Regions from separate parts of the Sus scrofa genome. Here region 1 is linked to region 2. A link is a contact called in public Hi-C data. All regions are on one chromosome and are shown on one strand. The core of a region is the stretch at or near the end of the contact, and the rest is flanking DNA. Distances in the headings are between cores, read along the strand shown.

Region 1 (3,686 bases), core at 774-3,273, 130 kb before region 2:
GAAGCGGGAATGCAGGGGGTGATGAAGCGAAAGTCATAGGTAGGGCATCTGTGAGATCCACAGGAAGAAACTCAGCACCTTTCCCACGGATCTTCAGGCAGTGCAGGACCATTGGAAGAGCATGCTTCTCCCAGTCAGGCCCACCAGGGTTTGCCTCTCACCTCTATCCCATTGCTGACTGGCATTGAACAAGTGAGCTTAAACTTTGAACCTCATTTTCATAATGTATAAGTTGAAGATAATATCCTTATCTCTCAAACGGATGTGAAATTTAAATAATGCGGTGTTCAGAAAGTACCAAATAACTGCAGATGATAGATCCTCTTTGGACGTAGCCCCTTCAGGTGGAATAAATTAGGAAACGTAGTTGTGTATCAAAAGGTTGTCTGTACTCTCATTCATTTTACAAATATTCACAACCACCTGCTATGTGTTAGGTCCTGTGTTAGAGGAGGAAGGATTTCCAAGATGCAGGCTCTCAAAGACAAAATAATACAGTTGAGGGGATGATATACAAAGCGTCAAAGGTTAGGTCATAGTTTGAGATCAATTGCTCAGCGCCACCATAAACTATCTGTGATTGGTGAATGAATGAGCGTCCAGACAGTCAGTGCTGCCAGAGAAGTACAGGTGGACCAAGAACAGGGTGAGATCTCTGAGGGCTAGAGGTGTTGGGTGGTTGAAATGGTTTCCAGAAACAGGAGAAATGTGAACCAGTCCTCAAACACAGTTAGCATTTGGAGAAGCAGAGGAAAGGGAGAATAGTGCCAAGTGATTAAAACACAAACACCCATGGAGCAAGGTGAGCTTCGGGTACAGTCTGGCTGGATTGTAGAAGAGGGGTTTGGGGAAATTAGGTTGAAGGGCAGGTTGAGGCCAGATTATGGAAAGCACTGGAAGGCAGGCTAGAGACTTCAATATCCACTATAGACAATGTCTTTTTCATTGTGTGCTCTAGGCCACACTGTCTGATCTGCCCCCTAGATGCACAATGATCTGTCCCCAACCACACCCTGCATTTTTTTAATGCTACTAATTCTCTAGTATTTATATATTATCTGGTCTTATTTTCGCTGTTGGATATATGTGTCACACCAGGCCCTAACAGGACTGTAAATTTCAGAGAACAGGTCACATAAAGGTTTCCTAATCTGATATGATTTAGCGTGGTAGCACATCTTAGAAGCTGAGAGGTAAAGAAGGCTTGGAGATGCTGAAAGCAGGAACTGGAGAAAGTGAGATCATACTGTTAGAATGGCTTGTCCTATGTCCCAGCCACTGCGTGGTACATTAACGGGCTCTTTGGTAGTCTTTCAATGTTGATCCTACTGCTCTTGGTGGTGCCTTGATGGTTTGGCCTTCTAGTTTGAGCCATACCTCTATGGACCATATTTGATGTGCCTCAAACCCATTAATAGAGAAGCCTTCAATACAAATGGAAGGAACGCTTTTCTTTTTTTCTTCTTTTTTTTTTTTAGGGTCGCACCTGTGGCACATGGAAGGTCTCAGGCTAAGGGCTGAATCGGAGCTGCAGCTGCTGGCCTACGTCACAGCCACAGCAACACTGGATCCGAGCCATGTCTATGACTTACACCGCAGCTTGTGGCAATGCAGGATCTTCAACCTACTGAGTGAGGCCAGGGATCGAACCTGCATGCTCAAGGACACTATCTCATGTTCTTGATGTGCTGAGCCACAGTGGGAACTCTGGCAGGAACACTTTTCTGAGAAAGGACCTTAGACTTTCCAGATTTTTTTGGGTTTTGCCTGGTTGAGCTCCTTGACTTTCCTGGTAAAATCAATCAGTAATTTAACAAGAGAACTGCTATGTGCCCCTAACTGACTTACCCTCTAGAAACCCTTGTCCTTTGATATTTTCAGCTGCTCTTTCCCAGCTTATTCTGGAGGAGGAGATCAACCAGGAACCTTAGGAATCACATGACCAAGGGCAGACAGCAGAACTGCAGAGCAAACATGGCTAGCCTGTGTGTTTGCTTTGGTTTAAAGAGTTACTGGGGATAGTATACTAACCTTTTGTTTTGCAGGCGCTTAACTTCCCTGGTAAATAGCTGTTTTTGAATAGCAATAGCTCCATGTGACCAGTCGAACTGATTCTTAAAATAGACCTGACTCACTTCTCTGTGGATCAGCCAGGATGGCAACAGAGACACCTGGGCCATTGGTCCTCACTCACATGCCAGAACAATGGCCAATCAGGAGCATGTGGGCTCTTATCTTAGCAGGGCACAGCTGTTGGTTCATATCACTGCCTCTTAAAACCTTAGCCTTTGGTGGCCCTGACCACCACCAAGTGGTAGAGTCCTCCAGTGGGTGTCTGCTGCCCCAGATACTGCTAAAGACCCTTATGGTGGGTGATCTCACCGACCTGGAATAGATTCCTTTGGTCCTACAGAAACTTTTTAACCTGGTTTTCCATGAAGCAAGTGAGGGCAGCTAAACTGGGTGAGAGTGAATAAGGGAGTGGGAAGAGGCCAACTTAGTTGTTCCTATAAGGAACAAGGGCAAAATCTCCCTTCCCCAACTGGAGCCTACTCATGGCATTGGGAGGAAGAGGGAGTCTGTAGCTGGCTGGTTGATTGCATCACAGCCTAGCTCTCAAGGTCCAGCACATGGTGACATTCCTCAACTCATTTTTTCTTTGCTCCTCCCCTTACACATATTTTCACTTGAGTCAGCTCTTTACAGACACCCCAAAATGTATACATACATGCAACTTGTGTCCTTTCTCTCCTCTAGTCTATGTTCCTTATGTTCAAGCTGCTTTTTTTTTCCTCCTCCTGAGAAATCCTTCCCTCTCCTCTGTATCTATTCAAATCCTTCCCATCCTTCTGAGTCCAACACAAACCTACTCAACATCTTCCATGAGTTTTATTTTGGATCATTGAAAATGAACATGTCTAAACACACAATGGCCTTTGTGTGCATTTCTCTTTCATCTAACCAAGGGAGACTGACTCTTGCCTCTCTTAGGTTTGGTTAGAACAGATCAGATTAGTAAACATCAAAGGAGTATCTTCTAAGTACAATTCCCTGTGCTGAATCCTGGGAATGGGACCCGAGGCCCTGCTCCTGGAGATGAGAGTCAAGCTTGAAGCCTTTGTTAGTTGCTTTCTCAACCCTAATGGGAAGTGACCATGATATCTTAGAGCAGCAGCCACAGGCTGTTCAGGACAAGAAAAACAAAACAAAACAAAACAGGGTCTGACTTCTAAGGGATCAGGAATGGGAATGAAGAACTTTAGCTTCCAAGAGCACAAACTGGTTAATTCTCAAAGTACATACCATGGCCTGAGGTGACTCAAATGACCAATTACGCAAGTGATGCAACAGTCACCCGAACCAGATGAGAACTCCAGGAGAGGAGAGCCAGCCCCAACTCTCTCTGGGGAGCAGCCAAACCTTCAACAGTCATGGAGCCAAGTCAGCAAAAGTCTCTGAGAAGAGCTAAATTTAATCCAGGTTGCCTGAGGTGCTGGAGGGCATGAACTTTGGGGAAAGACGTGCAAATGAGGAACTACTTCTCTTCTGGAGAGAGACCTATGGCAGGTGAATCACAGCAGCAAAAGAGGGAAATCTCATCAATGCTGACCAGTAGCAGTTGCTTAGTTGTATCGCAGTGTGGGATGGGGGTGGGGTGGTAGCGGGAGGGGTTTTCTTTAACTAAG
Region 2 (3,765 bases), core at 868-3,367:
GGTAGATAGATTTCTTTATAGAAGATCTGCACAAAAAAATGGAAAGAGAAAGTAGGAACCTCTAACTTAGCCTGGAGAGCTCGGGGGGGGGGGGGGGTGGGTCCTAGGGGAGGTTCTCTCAGAGCTGAGTCTTAGGAGTTGACTGGGATCTGGCCAGGAGGGGTGGCAAGAAGGCAAAGTAAAGAGCAAGACTGAGGTCATCCTGGATGGAGGGGACAGTGTGAGCCAGGGCCTGGAGGTTCCAGGGGGAAGTGAACTCAGGGACATCGCACAAGCCCATGCTGCATGTCTGGATAGGGTAGGGCGTGGCCAAAAATGAGGCCAGAGATGTAAGCTGGGAATTAGAAATGTCTGAACATAGGGAAATATCTGAGCAAAACAGCATTACGTAAGTTCATGCAAATTACTTGCAAAACAAGGTGTACCCTCTCAGGAAACCTACTTACAAGGTTGAGTGCATGAAAGTATTTGGTAACAGATCCCTACTGCCAAGATCAACAGGTTGCATAAGAAAGAAGTAGTCATTTATTCATTGAATCTAAACACATATAGAGAGCATGTGCTGAGTGAGTGCCAGGCACTGGAAGTCCATGATCAAAACTATATTCCTGACAAAATGACTAGGACTTGTCATTCTGCCTACGGTGAAGACGCCAAAGTTAATTGTTCAATACATCAATGATTAGTCTGGGCCCCTGTCTATGAAGCTCACAGTATATTGGGTGAAACAGAGAGGTAAGCAGATGATTGTGGTATCAAATGATTACAATTAAGATAGGTCAGGGAGGAGTTCCCGTTGTGGCTCAGTGGTTAACAAATCTGACTAGGAACCATGAGGTTGCAGGTTCGATCCCTGACCTTGCTCAGTGGGTTAAGGATTCAGCGTTGCCGTGAGCTGTGGTGTAGGTCGCAGACGCGGCTCGGATCCCATGTTTCTGTGGCTCTGGTGTCAGCCAGTGGCTGCAGCTCCGATTCGACCCCTAGCCTGGGAACTTCCATATGCCGCGGGAGCGGCCCTAGAAAAGGCAAAAAGACAAAAAAAAAAAAAAAAAAAAAGATAGGTCAGGGAACGCATTCTAAAAATGTCTGCAGGAGCCAGGAAAGTAAAATAAGTAAATGAAGAGAACTCCAGGTGAGAGGCAGTAGGGACTAGTGGGGACTGCGAGCCGTAGGGAGTGTGTGTTCATTCTCAAGGGGATAATTGCTACGCCACTCCAAGCAAATTTAGGTAAAAAGAAGCTGGCAATTTTTACGATGTGCAATGTTCCTACGTGAATTGGTTGCTCCTACAATTCAGGGTTCCAGCACAATCAGCCTGGTACTACATGGAGGTGATGGCATAGAGATAGAGAGACACTGGTTAGCAAGATGCAAAGCCTGAATACCTGCCTTTCTGGATGAACATGGCATGGGACACAGCGACCTGCATGGTCAAGAGAGGGACACTATAGTTCTCACAGCCAGGAAGGCAAACAGTGTCAGGCACTGCTAGGACCACAGCCTCCCGACAGCCCATCGGACTCATGTGCACCTGCTGAGGGCCTGACTTGAGTCAGTCTCTGGCTTTCTTAGGCCAGGACCGGGGCCTCCAGGGCAGCCCCTCCCCCTGAGAGGACCTGTGTGGCAGTTGCTAATTTTCTGGCCACGAGCATCTGTTTGGGGTTGTTTGTTCTGCAGAAGGAAACAGAAGATTGCTGTGTATCAGAATCCTGCTCCTCCTCCTCCTGCACCACTACCGTCCCCCCCCCCACACACACACTGCAGAAAAGCTGCTGAGCAAACAGAGAAATCAAGATGATTATACGCTGCTGGAAAACCGCGTGCTTCCGCCTGGCTGCGTCCCCCTGCCAAACTGTTATGTAAGCCGTGGCCCCACTCAGGCCTGGAACCAAACAGAGGTGCCATTGACAGCCTGTCCGTGACCTGCTCATCACCCACGGCTTTCCCCACAGCCTGTCTCACCTGGAGCGAACCTGCCCCGGGGAGGGGAGGTCCCGACAAACTGACAAGCTGCTTTTACAAGTGTTTTGGGATTTCCCTCTCTCCCTTCCCAGCCAGTTCAGAGGCATGGGGTGGGTCAGGACTAGGAGTTTACTTTGGCGGGATTCCCAGTGACTAAGACGTTTTATACTGGAAAACTCCATCTGACAATCCGGGGGAGGTGAGTGTCTTTCACCCTCTGAAGCGCCTAAGTCACTTTGGATGTTTAGATACCAGAGTTGAAGAGGTAACTGCTGGAGTCCGAGGTGACCTCCAGGCCAGACCACACTGCTCTGATGACCAGTACTTATTTCTATTTAGGGATTCTGGGCATGTTCCCCAGCCCTAAACCACCTAAATAGACTTAGAAGAGCTTTTCCTTTGATGTGTCAGTGACTTGAATGAGCTAAAGTCTCAGGCTTTTTTTCTCTTTCTTTCTGCATCACAGGGTCAGGAATACTCAATGGCTCCTACAGCAAGTGCACTAAAGGTTTTCAATGTTAATTACAACCTCTTGGCATGGTTATAATTCTATCTGCAGTGAGCTCCCGGCTCTTTTACTGCTGACTGTGTTCAGGAGTTTACATATTCATGTCTATTCAACACTGGGATTCCATTCCTCTCCCTTTTGCAGCCGTCACTGACCACATCCCGCTTGAGAGGCTCAGATCTCGAGTAAAAGGGCCTGAACTTTGGTGCCAGATAAAATCTGTTCTGGAGACAGAGCTTGCTCATTCAGAGTCTATGTGACCTTGTGCAGTAGTTTCGACCTTGCTAAGTCCCTGGCTCTACTGGTTCCCCTTAATTTTCCTACCTCATTTTTCCAAGCACAAGGCTTCCAAGGTCTGCTGCTGCCTTTGGAGAATGGCTGACCCTGTCCACCTCCCTCCATTCCATCTTGGTAGGTAAGCAGGTCCAGCACGCAGAATCCGTTGTCAGTTGGCCAGATTGCCCCCTTGGAGTGAGGTGTTGGACTGAAATCTCAGGCTCTGGCCCCACTTCTGTCTTTCACCTCTTTTCCTATTAACCCTGGAGGGAGCTCCTCACGAGCCGAGGGGCCAGCGTTGTTGCTCAGCTCTTTCTCACTCTTGATGACCTGGCACCAGACCTATAGTTGATCTCCTCCCTGGAAGATGAGCAGCAAATTCTTACTCCTTGCACAGGCATTTTGAAAAAGTTCAAACCAGAGAAGGAATTGCCTTTTCCAGATCTCAGTCCACAGAAGGGCTCATCAGTAGCCCCCTGAATCGTAATAAGAGAAGGGATTTATGGGGATACCTCACAAGCACTCTGGCAGGGAGAGAGAGCAAACTATACTGAGAACTACTTTTTCTAAGTATTACATTGTAACCACACCATGAATGCAATCAGCTGCACCCTCATTGTCTGAATGTAAACAGCAACCTCAGATCCTAAGTTGCTTCTTATAGGGAAGCTTGGCTCCCTGCTCTGCTTCAAGATGACCTTTGGCTTGGAAACAAAATGTGGGTCTGAATTCAATAAAGCTTGGATTCTTTTATATGACTCAGCTCCCCCGGTGGAGAGGAATAAAATCCCTGCTCCTGGAATCCAGTGGCCTCTGTGGGTGAGCTCATCCAGCCCCTGATGGTTTTCTAGATAATCATTAAACTCAGGTTGACCAATCTCATTACATTGTTCTCTAAAAAAAGACAGCAGTGGTGTGGCCGGGATGAGGCCCAGGAAAGCAAGCCTTTTTGAGCGCCTTTCTCACTCTGCCTACCTGCTGGCTTCCTGCCTGGCGTACAACCTCCAGCAGGACTTCAG

What was found. A called contact is a pair of places that touch in the nucleus more often than the background predicts.
Region 1: a Hi-C map of liver shows a contact between it and region 2, with 2.2 times the contacts expected there. The contact joins two enhancer-like sites. A contact is called at or near these places in 2 of 47 Hi-C or Micro-C datasets (both in liver) and 1 of 2 datasets of contacts at active chromatin or transcription factors (alveolar macrophages).

Annotation. Positions count from the first base shown.
Region 1 is chr9:123,685,343-123,689,028 of Sscrofa11.1, reverse strand. The region is part of intron 1 of ZNF648 (a long non-coding RNA gene); the gene reads left to right. Among named protein-coding and RNA genes, the nearest start is that of ZNF648, 20 kb to the left of the region's middle. Within about 2 kb of position 2,023, at least 18 of the 83 cell types and tissues checked have an H3K27ac peak or open chromatin away from gene starts, as enhancers often do. A contact at or near this core is called in liver, where this site is marked.
Region 2 is chr9:123,550,748-123,554,512 of Sscrofa11.1, reverse strand. The region is part of intron 10 of ZNF648 (a long non-coding RNA gene); the gene reads left to right. Among named protein-coding and RNA genes, the nearest start is that of ZNF648, 150 kb to the left of the region's middle. Within about 2 kb of position 2,117, at least 34 of the 83 cell types and tissues checked have an H3K27ac peak or open chromatin away from gene starts, as enhancers often do. A contact at or near this core is called in liver, where this site is marked.